Regions from separate parts of the Oryctolagus cuniculus genome. Here regions 2 and 3 are each linked to region 1. A link is a contact called in public Hi-C and Micro-C data. All regions are on one chromosome and are shown on one strand. Each heading gives the region's core, a stretch centred on a gene start, on an enhancer-like site or on the middle of the called end of the contact. The rest is flanking DNA. Distances are from core to core; before and after follow the strand shown.

The links. A called contact is a pair of places that touch in the nucleus more often than the background predicts.
Region 2: a contact with region 1 is called in a Micro-C map of ear pinna, with 2.4 times the contacts expected there. The contact joins the enhancer-like site here to the promoter of FOXO3 in region 1. A contact is called at or near these places in 4 of 6 Hi-C or Micro-C datasets (ear pinna, liver, psoas muscle and 1 more).
Region 3: a contact with region 1 is called in a Hi-C map of an unstated tissue, with 2.4 times the contacts expected there. The contact joins the enhancer-like site here to the promoter of FOXO3 in region 1. A contact is called at or near these places in 2 of 6 Hi-C or Micro-C datasets (psoas muscle and an unstated tissue).

The regions. Positions count from the first base shown.
Region 1 is chr5:62,844,660-62,848,878 of mOryCun1.1, reverse strand. FOXO3 (forkhead box O3) reads left to right here and starts at 2,028. Exons shown (of 4, transcript XM_051854457.2): 1 at 2,028-2,241; 2 at 3,279-4,009. The coding sequence starts at 3,383.
Region 2 is chr5:62,739,308-62,743,526 of mOryCun1.1, reverse strand. All of the region lies in intron 3 of FOXO3 (forkhead box O3), which reads left to right. Among named protein-coding and RNA genes, the nearest start is that of FOXO3, 110 kb to the left of the region's middle. Within about 2 kb of position 2,051, at least 1 of the 8 cell types and tissues checked has an H3K27ac peak or open chromatin away from gene starts, as enhancers often do. A contact at or near this core is called in ear pinna, where this site is marked.
Region 3 is chr5:62,779,862-62,784,080 of mOryCun1.1, reverse strand. The region is part of intron 2 of FOXO3 (forkhead box O3); the gene reads left to right. Among named protein-coding and RNA genes, the nearest start is that of FOXO3, 65 kb to the left of the region's middle. Within about 2 kb of position 2,135, at least 2 of the 8 cell types and tissues checked have an H3K27ac peak or open chromatin away from gene starts, as enhancers often do.

The DNA.
Region 1 (4,219 bases), core at 779-3,278:
CCGCCTCCCAGCCCCGCAACGGCGGGCGGCTTTGTTCCCAGAGTGTGGAATGCGGGGGAGCCAAGCACGGGAAGAATGAAGGCGGCGTTCCGAGGCGGGAACCCGTCATCTCGGCGGCCGCTCCGGCAGCGCGCGAAACTCGGCAATCGGGCTCCAGGGCCGGGGCCGCTGGCAACACGCACGGAGACAGCTTCGCCGTCCGGCTTAGCAGCGCCCGCAGAGGCCGCGGCGCGGGTGCCGCCGCGTCCCCCAGCTAGCGCGGGCGGCCCCACGCGCCCTACGCGCCCTACGCGCGGCAGCCCGGCCAGCACCACATTCCATTTAAAAATAACACCCACGTGCGCTGGTAAACAAGCGCGCGCCCGGGCGAACTGCGGCCGCGCGCGCCCGGCCTGCCCTCGCACGTGTCGCCCAGCTCCGCCCGCGCGGCTCCGCCGCCGCTCAGGCTCCGCCCCCTCGGCGCGCCGGGCCCGAGCTCGTCGGCTCCCGGGCCTTAGCGCCGGCCGCGCGCGGCGGAGCGCTCGTCCAAGTTTGCTCCCGCGACGTCTCCTCAGGGCGGCGGGACCCACCGCGCGGATCCGCTCCCTTGGCCCTTCAGCTTGGCGCTCCCACGTGCCCCCTTCCCTCTTTAACGCTGCCATTGCGTCGTGCGCAGCAGTGGCTTCGGGGGGCCACCCTCTCTTTATCTCCGCACTTCTTAGAATTTTTACTCGATTGTTTATTATTTGCCGGGGGCGGGGGCAGGACGGATGGCGAGCCGAGAGGGGCGTCGGGGGGCCTGGAGACTGGCCCCCGCGGCCACTCAGCGCGCGGCGTGCCTTGACGAGTCAGCGGCGCAGCGAATGGCGACGCGGCGCAGCGCTCCGGGGTCACGCGCGTGTGGAGACGATGACATCATCTGTTTGTACGCGTCGAACTAGCTTGGCGCAGGGGCGGGGCCGCGCGTCACTTGAGTGACGGGCGCTGCGCAAAGCCCGGAGCCCGGAGCCGGCGGGGTGGGCGGACTCCGGCGGAACCCGGGCTGGACGTTCCCGTGCACCGGCTGGTGTGGCGGAGGCCGCAGCCACACAGCGAAACGCGGGCGCTCCGGCGACTGCAATTTTCCCAGCAAGCTATTTGTGAACCGAAGCGGACAGGCGTTTGGCGTGCATGTGGCGTGTTGTGCATTCTTAGGGCATAAACGAGCGATTTGGGGCAGGCATCACGGGATGAGGACTTGTGGAGGTATTCTGTTACGCCTAAAGCCAAAATAGACGTCAGAAGTGCGCAACTGGAAGTTTTGCCGTGAAATCAGAATAAAATTGCTCCCCCTTCTCGGTTGTTCGGAGGCTTCTCTTTCGTCGAGAACCGGGGGATAATTTGATTTTCTTCCTCAGTTAAAGCACCCCCCCCCCCCGTCTGCTATGAAATCCACGAAAAAGGGAGACGATTGTAGTTCAGCGTCCACACGGGGGGGGACCCAGGGCAAACCCTGGGAGCCTGATCGAATCGGACGCATCTATCAAAGTGTCGCAGACAGCAACGTCCACGCCGAGGCGACCCCGGCCCTCCGCGGTCAGCACCTTCTCTCGGATGTTACCTGGCGTCCGGTTCTAACGCTGCGGGATCCGACACCAGAGCCCGGCGGGAGGACGCGCGCGCAGGCCAGGGACCCCGCCACCCCACTCCCCACGGTGGCCGGGACTTCGCCCGGTTCTGCGGGGCGTCCGTGGCTCCGCGCGCCTTCCCCTCTCCCGCCTCAGGCGAGCCAACGCCGCGCTTTGTTGTCGCGGCGCCCGGCAGGGCCAGCGGCGGAAGCCCTCGGCTCCCCGGCCCGCGGAGCACGCGCGCGCACGCCCCGGCGCCCACGCGCAGGCGCGCGCGATCCCTCTCACACACACCCCCACACACGCGCGCGCGCGCGCGCACACGCCGGAGCGCCCGCGGCCCCCGCCCCGGCCCTCCCCCTGGGCGGGGACCCGTCCGCCCGCCCGCCGTCAGCCTAGGTTGAGGCTCCCTGCGTGTGTCTATAACTTTGTGCTGCTGCCGCGGCCGCCCTGCTCGTGGAAGGGAGGAGGAGGAATGTGGAAGGCGGCGGCGGCGGCTGCGGCGCGCAGGCTGACAGGCGGTTCCTCGGGCGGGCTGCGGCGGCGGCCCGAGCGCCTCTCCTTCGCCCGGGTGGCGCGCCCCCTCCTCGCCGTGCCCCGGGCCCGCGCGGGATTGTGCGTCCTCCCGCCTCGTCCCTGAAGGGAAGGAACCGAGGTAGGCGCCGGAGCTGTGCAGCGGGGCGGCCGCCTTCCCGGTGACTCCGGATCTGCTTCCGAGCGGGGCCAGGCGCTTCCCGTTTTCCCCTCGGTGTGCGCGCCCCCCTTCGCTCCCGCTAGTGTTTTTTAAAGGACTTGAGGGAAGGGGGGAAACTGTCAAGATGGCAGCAGCGGGAGCAAGGAGGTGATGAACGCGCTGGCCCGAGCTTTCTGGCCGCCCGGGAGACTTGGCGCTTCCCGACCTGTTGGAAGATTTACGCTGCGCCTCGCCCCCTCCCTGCGTCCCCGACCCGGGCAGCGGGCGGAGGGCACGGCGTCCCCCGGGAGAATAAACCACCCGAACCCCGAAGTGGCCGTTCCCGCCTGGCTGGACCCCCGGAGAGCACCCGCGGGTGTTGCCTGTCCCCCTTCTTTCCGTTTTTTTTTTTTTTTTACCCCCTATCTTGGAAGTGGCAAGGCCCGCCTGCGCCCAGACCCCGGCTCCCCCAGTCGCCCTCCCGGCCCCAGGGCGAAGAAGGGAGTAGGGGCTCGGGCCACGGGGCCGGGCGGGCGGCGGCAGGGAGTCGCGGAGGCGGCAGGGCAGGGGAACGGGAGCGGAGCGCGGAAGACGCCACAGACTTTGGCGGCGCCGCCGCCGCGGGAGGCACTTGAGCGGGGCCGGAGCGAAACATAAACAAACGCACGCCCGCTCCGGCTCCGACCGCGGCTCGGCTGCGCCAGCTCCGGCCGCGGCCCGCTTTAAAGGCGCGGCGCGCCCCTCCCCCGGCCCGGCCCCCGCCCCTCCCCCGCCCCGCCACCTAGCCCGGGAGAGACCCGCAGATCGGGCGGCGGCGGGGGAGGGGGCTGCCCCGTGCGCGGCCGGCCATTCGCTCGCGTCTCCCCAGCGGCCTGGCCAGGGGGCGGCGTCTGCTGCGCCAGGTTCGCGGGACGCACGTCTCCAGGTCTGCCTGTTCCCGGGTGGCGGGTGCGGCGGCGGCGGCGGGCTCCCGCCCGGGATAACCAACTCCCCCTCTGTCTCCTCTCGTGCTTCCTCAGGCGGCGGCGGCGGCGGCGCCCCGGCCCTCCCCCGCCGCACCCCGCCCCGGCGCGAGAGGAGAGCGCGAGAGCCCGAGCCGCGGGCGGGCGGGCGGGCGCCGAAGATGGCAGAGGCGCCGGCCTCCCCGGCCCCGCTCTCTCCGCTCGAAGTGGAGCTGGACCCGGAGTTCGAGCCCCAGAGCCGACCGCGTTCCTGCACTTGGCCCCTGCAGAGGCCGGAGCTCCAGGCGAGCCCGGCCAAGCCCTCGGGGGAGACGGCCGCCGACTCCATGATCCCCGAGGAGGACGACGATGAAGACGACGAGGACGGCGGCGGCCGGGCTGGCTCGGCCATGGCGATCGGCGGCGGCGGCGGCGGCGGGAGCGGCGCGCTGGGCTCCGGGCTGCTCCTGGAGGATTCGGCCCGCCTGCTGGCTGCCGGAGGGCAGGACCTCGGGCCCGGGCCAGCGCCCGCGGCGGGCGCGCTGAGCGGGGGGACGCAGACTCCGCTGCAGCCTCAGCAGCCGCTGCCACCGCTGCAGCCGGGGGCGGCTGGGGGCTCAGGGCAGCCGAGGAAATGCTCCTCGCGCCGGAACGCCTGGGGGAACCTGTCCTACGCCGATCTGATCACTCATGCCATCCAGAGCTCCCCGGACAAGCGGCTCACTCTGTCCCAGATCTATGAGTGGATGGTGCGCTGTGTGCCCTACTTCAAGGATAAGGGCGACAGCAACAGCTCCGCCGGTTGGAAGGTGCGTACCCACCCGGGGCTGGCGGCGGGATCCGCCGGGCTGAGGGCTTGGCCCCGGGGAGCCGCTGTACTGAGGCCCTGGGAGTTTTCTCAGACCGCCGCCTCCGGCGGAGGGGAACCCGCGCTCTGCCGCAGAGGGGACGCAGGAGGCTCCCGGGGAAGCCTCGGTCCCGGCGGGGTTGGGGCGGGGGCGGGAGTCGCGGGGCGGTTG
Region 2 (4,219 bases), core at 802-3,301, 110 kb after region 1:
TTCTGTCGCAGTCTGGGACCCACCCTCCAGTCCCTCCTTTCAGTTCCTCTTGGCCTCCTCGCCGCGGTGGGATGCTTGCTTCTTGGCCACCTGTGTATCCTGGTCTTACCCTACAGGGGGATGAGTGGCTCAGACTATCTGTGGGGCTCAAAGAGCTGATGTTGTGTGTTCAGTGTGAGTCAATCAGATCACTTCTCAAAACGCTGCCTACCTACAGCAGGAAAAGAGGACTTAGAGACCCCTCCCCCTTCTTTACTTGGTAGCCAGACCCTCAGATGGCTGGGGATGGCACCCACACTTCCACCCCCCCTCCCAGGGGTGCTGGGCATCCTGGCCTGCACAGTCCCATCATTTACCCTCTCCACTGCCCACACCCCAGTAGATGACGCAGTGAAGAGTCATGAAAGGCAGGGTTACACCCAGGGGACACACACGTTGTCACATTCAGGTCACGGGTTTGCGGCTGTGTTTCCTCCTAGACTTCAGTTCCCCTTTGTGTTTAAATAGGGAATAACTTTGTTAGTGGCAGCAAGTACGGCTCTTAATTTGGGGGCTGGACATAAAGTGGGGGTATGCAGTGGGATGTGCAGACAGGATGGGAGAATTAGTTGTTACTAAAATTACACCTTGGGGTGCTGTCATCTTTTAAAACATAGGAGTCCTAGAAACGTAATCATTTCTACCACCCACCCACCTAACCCCATAAGAACTATGACAAATCCTAGGTCTTGTCCCACAGACAGTAGGTTTTGCCAGGACTTAGTTAAGATGTGAGTGGATCATGGAAGCAGTAGCACCAGAAAGATGCTGCGTATGGAAATTGGCGGAGAAGAGCAGGCGCTTCTAGGAGGAAACTTCAGTTATTCTGCCAGCTTTTACCATGCATCTAGTTTTGCACTTTGAACTTTCCAAGCTGCTTGGGACATCAGGAAACCTTTTTGTTTCCCTGATTGGATTAAGTGCTGCTTTGAAGGCACACGCCATGCCCGGGACAGGGCTCTGAGAGCAGCGGGTGCTCCAGAAGTCACTGGTTCGATTTGAAGACTTCGCTGGCAAGGAGGTCTACCTGTCAGGAGCTCCAAGCCCAGGAGGAAGTAGCCATCTTGGGCCCTGTGTAATTAGGCGTCAGGTGCATGGCAGAGGAGTTCAGCAGAGGACAGCCTACTGAGGGTGGGGCTGGAAGAACATACCTCACACAGGTGTGGACCAGAGCGGTCCAGCGGTGGAGCTGAGCCTGACCCACCCGGTGAACAGAGGCTCCTTCCCAGTCCTGGGGGACAGAAAGGGTGGGTGAGAACTGCGGGACTCGATCCCCCAGGTCTTTGCCAGCTCACGTTTTTGGAGATTATAATTAAAGTTAAATTAACAATGAGGCCAAAGAGGATCCAAACCCCACATAAAGGCTTTTGCCTTAAAAAGGGTTCTTTGAAAGACAATAACCCAAAAGTCCTCATACTGTTCTCTGTGGTTTGAAGACCTGCAAATCTTCAGAAAAATATAAAATCTCTACCACGTTACTAATGACTATAGATAGATGCTTGTCCCGTCTCTGCCACATCGGCCTCCATGGTTATGCTGACTACGTGAAGAATGTTAGCCAAAATAGTTTCTACCCCATGTAGAGGCAGAGGCAGGACTTCCGAGTTCCGTTATCCTTCAGTCGTCACTAGGGTTGGGGCAGCAGGAAAGCTGGAAGCCGGGGCCTCTCGCAGGTCCCTGCACAGCTCTCAGGCTTTCAAGTGTGCTAGAGACAAAGGCTGCGGAGCGGCCCGTGGCCGACCTGCCCAGACAGGCCCACTGGAGCTCCTGGGAGGGGCCACAGACGGCGCTTCTGCTAGGCAAGCTTCCCTTTTACGCAAACTAAGTGTAGTTTTTTTGGTTTTATTTTTTAATTTTGTAGTAGTGTATCTAGGTGAGTGCCTTTCTTGTATTGTCCCAGCTGTCACCTTTGCCACTAAGAACTTTGCGTTATAAGCCTCACTCTCATACCTTGCTATCTCCATAAGAAAGGACCACGGGCAGGCCAGGTTTCCTGAAAATTAACTTTCCTTTTGGAGATTGGTTTTTCAGCCTCTAGCCGGGCTGAGGCTTCCCTACCTGTTCTGTTTCCCTCATAAACTATTCAGTACCTGAGATGGCAAGTGGGCAGCGTTTGCCAAAGTGCGTTTTTATAGAGCTTCCCCTCCTAAGGCTTTCTCTCTGGCCTGCCTCTCAGGCCGAGGGCTGGCTTTTCAGCAGCTGGCCTGCTGCCATCAGTGAACTTCCCCGGCTCCTCTTCATCACCTGTTCCGACCTGAAAGATACCGGAACCGAGCCGATGAGCCCAGAGTGCTGTGTTCTCCCGTGAAGATGCAGCACGGGGACCGCTGCCGTTCTGATGCTGGCCTCCACGCTCAGCACCAGGAGCAACCACGGTTCTCCCAGGGTAGCACCAATTGCAAAGGCCGTGGTGATGCTGGGACACAACTGCGGCCCATGATGGGTTTGTGTGTGTCTGTCCGTCTGTCCCCGGCTCCCTTGAATCCTCCTCGGAATGAAGCAAGCGTAGAGATGGTAGCCGGCAGGCATTGCTTTGCTGTGTGCTCAGGTGGGAACATTCAAAGCCTGAAACCCACACCTGTTCTGGGAACACCACATGAGGGTTCCCAGCCCAACTGAATGAGCATGGGTTCCTTTTCTATCCTAAATGTTCCGTGTGTAGTCCCCAGCTTGCCCGACGGGTCGCAAGTTTGACTTTTTTTTTTTTTTTTTTAAGAATGAAAAGAATGGTGTTTCACTTTAATTTTGTTTTTTAGCCAAACTTGCCTCCAAACATTTCTTAATTCAAACTAGGGCAACAGTGGATAATCTCCATGGGTTTGTAGATACGAGGGCTTCATCCTGCTGTCTCTTTTTTTTCCCTTCCACCTCATATTTCATACTGGGGTCTTGTTCTTTTCTTTTCTGCCAAGAGGATAAAAAGACTACTGGAAAATCTAAATGTTACACAATGGAATTAAGTTGTGGGAGGACAGCAAGCAGGAACATTTATGTTTTATTCCCAGATTAAAGTTGATCGGGGTTGTTAGGTTTTATGGAGTTTTCGGAGGCGTTTCCCTCTTAGAACGTCATGTGATTTAGTGGTGATCATTAAGGAGGAATTTGTCTTCCCCCCAGATGCCAAGGTTACAGAGGGCCTTACTCTCGCCAGAGACCAGATGACAGCCGGGTATTTTTAGACCAGGCCCCCTTGTTTGCATGGCCTCTGATCTCAGACTCAGTTGTGGGGCAGGCAGTGGGGGAGGGGGTGGAAGCCACTCAGGAGACAGGGCAGCCTTGTCTTGCTCCCTGCTGATCGGTGCAGAGGGACAGCTGTTACTGCACCAACTACACGTGCGTTTCCTTCCAAAAGTTCTACTTCATCTGATGGGTTTGTTAGCCAGAAGGGTATCAACATAGACACGCAAACCTCACAGTTAACAGACACATCAGACTCTGAACAGTGTTCTGAGGATGACATGAGCGTCCTTAAAATCCATGAATCTTGTCCCCACGCTAAAGATCCCTGAGTTCCCAGCTCAGTGGCTGCTTCCACCACTTGATGTGCTCCCACTGCTTTCCCCGTCCCTGATTTGAGTGGGTGAACACGTGGAGACAGGTGAGGTGCTGCCCTCCCCAGCATCCTCTTACTGCCCAGGCCCTTCGTGGTGAACTGGTGACACGGGTGTTCCGCCCAGGAGGGTACCTGTGTTTCTGCCCAGGTGTGTAGCCGGTTCCTTGATGCTGTCACTGTTTCCCTTCCACCGCAGACCAAGCCAGTCGGCGTCCCGTTCCGGGGAGTGGGAGTTTCTGTATTCGTCAGTCCCTTGTGAGAGCTGCCCCTGGGCCCTGGCTGCTGCCAGCCCAACCCGTGGGCACTGAAGAGGTTTCCCTGGGAGGGCATCTCAGAGAGCTGTCAGCAGAAGCTCTGGGATGCCGTGTCACCCACGGCCCAGGCCCTGTTCTGCAGGAAGGGGGAGGGCGTTGATGAGTGCTGCTGCTGCGGCTTAATGATGATGTTCCCTGAGGATTCTGGGCCTTTCGGGGAGGGAATGGTATTTGGCCTGGGGATTGTTGTTGCTTCAGATTGTCCCAAGTGGGCCTCCTGCCCCTGACTTCAGGGCTGATGGCCTGCTCTGCCTCAAAGGATGCCATGTCAGTGGCCTGGGCTCTCTCCCTCCACCAATGTCAGCCCAGCCCC
Region 3 (4,219 bases), core at 886-3,385, 65 kb after region 1:
TTGTAAGCCACCCTCCTTTCATGATTTCCGGCCACAGGTGAGTGTGGGTAGGAGCTGTAGGATACTGGGTAAGTACAGGGACTGCTTTGGGTAGATGGGTCCCAGTGATCTCACCCACCCATGTAGGTCCCTCCTTAGGGTCTCACCACCTGAGTCTGAATGGAAAGCTCTAGAAGGTTCCTGTCAGTGTTCGGCCCAGGACTGATGGACCCATGTGGGCTGCCCAGGTTGGCTTCAGCTGTGGAAAAGCTTGTTGCTTGCCCTGGGGAGCCCTGCTCAGAAGTTTGCTCTCGGGTGTTTGCTCCTTTTGATTGCTCACTATACAGAATCAGCCCCTTTCCAGAGGACAAAGGATTATACCCCTGTCCAGCCCCTGACCTGATCTGACCTCTGTAGAAAGCACAGCTGTAACGAAGTATATGCTGGTATGTGCTGTCTGTTTCGTTTAGGAGTAAGTAAATAATCTCAGCTACTGAAATGAAAGGGGAAGGAAGGAAATTGAGGTCTTAGGCTGTGGGTTCATAAATTGCATTTAACAAGAAGAGTCTCCCTCCCCTTAGAATGCTGGCTGTTCTCCCTGTTTCCTTTAGGAATAGCTGATACAAGAGTTTGTGCCTGTCTTTCAGCTCTTGCTGGTTTGGGTTTGTTAAATGGAATGATTGAGAAGTTTGTGTTTCTCAGTGAAGATAGGTGTCAAGTTAATGCCACCAGAGCATCTGGGTTGTAGACAGATCGTGACAAGGACATCAGAAATAGGCATTGGGGCTGAGGGGGCAAGTTCATTCTTCCTGTGAACCTACTTGATATTTTGGGAATGTTAGGAAAAGGAGACTCTTTCACTGGCTTGGTGACCAGTGTCCAGGTTTGTATGTATATCCAGGTCCGATTGTGCACTGGGCTTTCCAAGGACCTAGGTTGAGTCTAAGCCAAAGGCTTTGAGGTCTGTGGTTGATGGAATTTAGGATGTACCAGTAGCTCCTTTCCTTGTTCTGCTGCAACATTGCTTAGAGTACCCTAATGGTTGAAAAACGAAAAACAACTCAGTTTGTTTTAGAAAGATACAGTTCAGCCGGCGCCGCGGCTCACTAGGCTAATCCTCTGCCTGCGGCACCGCACACTGGGTTCTACTCCCGGTTGGGGCGCCAGATTCTGTCCCGGTTGCTTCTTTTCCAGTCCAGCTCTCTGCTGTGGCCCAGGAAGGCAGTGGAGGATGGCCCAAGTGCTTGGGCCCTGCACCCACATGGGAGACCAGGAGGAAGTACCTGGCTCCTGGCTTCGGATCGGCGTAGCTCTGGCTGTAACGGCCATTTGGGGGTGAACCAACGGAAGGAAGACCTTTCTCTCTGTCTCTCTCTCTCTCACTGTCTAACTCTGTCAAATAAATTTTTAAAAAAATTAAAAAAAGGAGAAAGATTTGAAGTGACTTTGATATGCACTGTAAGCTCCCTGTCACCTGAGTGGCTCCGAGGGCTTGCGAGGAAGGCGTGTGAGTTGATCCTGGAGGACAGCCAGTGTTTTCTTCAGGTGAGGAGGGGTGGGCGAGCCCCAAGAGGGCAGGGACCCTGTGCATGTCTCCAGCTCCTCCAGGGCCTGGCGTATGGTGAGTGCTCACCAGGCGTTTGTTGAAGAACTAACACACTGAGTAGTGGGAGCCTTGGGTGAGGGTAGATGGTAGGGAAGCGGGAGAACAGGTCTACCCAGAGGTAGGCTAGAGCCTGGGAGAGGCCTGGAGTGGCAGGCCCAAGGGTTTGCCCTTGACCTGCAGGGCAAGGCTGGGTGTGGATACCCTCTGCCATGCTGCTCTGCTGCTTGGTGGCAGCTTGTGGAGTCACTGCTGAGCCTTGCCTGATGGGGCTTTTCGCTAGGATGGAGCAGGAAGTGGCAGCCAACTTGGCTTGCGTTCATTCCCTCATGGATTGGGAATAAGGAGGAAAGGAGTCTGACCTGCTGGTGGGACTGTTTTCTGCCCTGCACTCTGCTTTCGCACATTCCCAGCACGGACAGGCACAGGCTGGTCAGGGCTCGCTTGGGGCCTGAGGTGGAAGGAGCCAGACTGGAGGCCTGGGCAGGGCAGTGGAACTGGCAGTGAGGAGCTCCCAGCCATGGACACATCACACCAGACTCAGTGACTGATGACTCCCAGTACTGATGACTCAGTGAGGTACGAGAGGTGGTCCCTATGCCGGAGAAATGACACCTGGAATGTGGCAAAGTGAAACAGAAACTCAGGCAGTAAATTTTCAGCGTGGCCCAGTGACTAAGATGTTGGAGTCTGCATGCCTTGGTTTGAATTCTTGCTGTTCTGCTCGCCAGCTCTGTGACCTTGGGCAAGTCATTTAACAGCCAGTTCCTTCGGCCTCGTCACCTAGGATTAGCTGAGTCGCTCTGTGCGCATGTTTAAAGTGCTGAATATGGGGATTGTTACTTTACAGGTGGAGTCTTAGCCTTGGTTTCCTCTCTGGAATAGAGATGTTATGGGATTGTGGGAGTTTAGGGAAACGATATTGGTCAAGCATCCAGCAAAGTGCCCAGCGGAGGCCAGTGTAGTTCTTAGTTTGCTTCTTGCCCCTTGGTATGAGTTTGGCTCTCTCACCGCAGAAATAGGGGAGGATACCATGTATTTCAAACATCTGTTTTTGCTTTTGGTTTCAGAATCCACTCTTCAAAACAATATGCATCGGCTGCTGCTATGCCAAGAAAAATGGCAAAATTACCTTCACGTGCTCTGCTGCCCCCAAAGCTCCATATGAGCTTGTTTCCGGCGGTGCCTAGCCTGCATATTTAGGTCCTCACTGAGAACAGAGCTTGAGCCCACAGGGACTTCTATTGGCTGATCCACAGTCACCCATTTTAATATCTTTTTCTCACACACAAGAGCTCCATCAAGGACAGGACACTTTGGTGGCTATTTGAACAGAATGTCACTTGAGGGTTTTGGGGGAGATGGAGAGGAAGGAGCCATGTGTTGCCATTGGGTTTCTTTGCTCAGTGCACACTTCATCCAGAGTATGAGGCGAGATCAATAGGAGGAAGAAAGCAAAATGCTACGAGTTCAAACCCACTCTGCAGCCACTTACCATTAGGAAGAAGTGAAAGTTACTCTCCCCTGGGTTGGGGGGGTGGTTGACACCTCTTCCTCCCACACTGGGCACCTCGAGTCAAAAACAAAAAGTAGGGGCCAGCATTGTAGCATAGCAGGCAAAGCGAGCTGCCTGGGACGCTGCCGCCAGCATCCCGTGTGGGTACCTGTTGGAGTCCCAGCTGCTGCACTTCCAGTTCAGCTCCCTGCTAATGGCCTGGGAAAGCAGCATAAGATGGCCCAAGTGCTTGGGTCCCTGCACCCGCATGGGAGACGGAGAAGATGCTGCTGGTTTCGAATCAGCCCAGCTCTGCTAGTTGTAGCCATTTGGGCAATGAACCAGTAGATGGAAGACCTCTCTCCCCACTCCCCCTGCTCTGTAATTCTGCCTTTCAGCTAAATAAAGTCAATCTTTAGGGAAAAAAAAAAAAAAAGGACAGGAAGCCCTGTGAGTAGGTGGAAAGGTTTTCACGTGCTGATGGTCTTCTGACCCAGGTGCCTCTTTGCTTGAGGTCATGGAGTGGTTCAGAGTGTGGGCCCTGGAATGCGACAGGCCTGGATTCCTGTGTGAACTCCTTGGCCTGATGGCTGAGGGCCTTAAGCAAGTTCAGTCTCCTCTCTCTGCCCCATTTCTCAGAGGTAGTCTTAGTTGACGCTATGCATATTAAGTGCCTAGCGTGGTTGTTGGCAAAAAAGTTAAAAATGATCTGTTTCTGCCACTGGTGGTGGTGGGCAGAGTCCCCGAGGCTGAGAGGCGAGTTGCCTTCCGGCTTGGGCACCACCCTTCCGAGACTTCTCCCAGCCCTCTAGGAAAGGCCAAGAAGGTGGAGAGTAGGGGTTGTGTCGTTTTCTGTGTCATTTTCTTCTTCCCGGGGGTTCCTTAAGTTCACTGAGCCACAGTGACTCATGGGGGTAAGGTTTGTGGCTGGGGTGTCCATTTAGGGGAGGTTTTTGTCTGTTATTTCCCTTTTATGCCTACATCTATTCTGTACTTTGTCAAAGAATGATCATACTATAATCAAATAGTCTCTGTTTTCAGAGGAGATTAGGAGAGAAAAGCTTTAGTTAGGCGATATTTTTGCTTCCTAGCAAAACCTCTCTTTGAGCAGTATTATAATCTTAAAAAAGAAAAAAAAAACT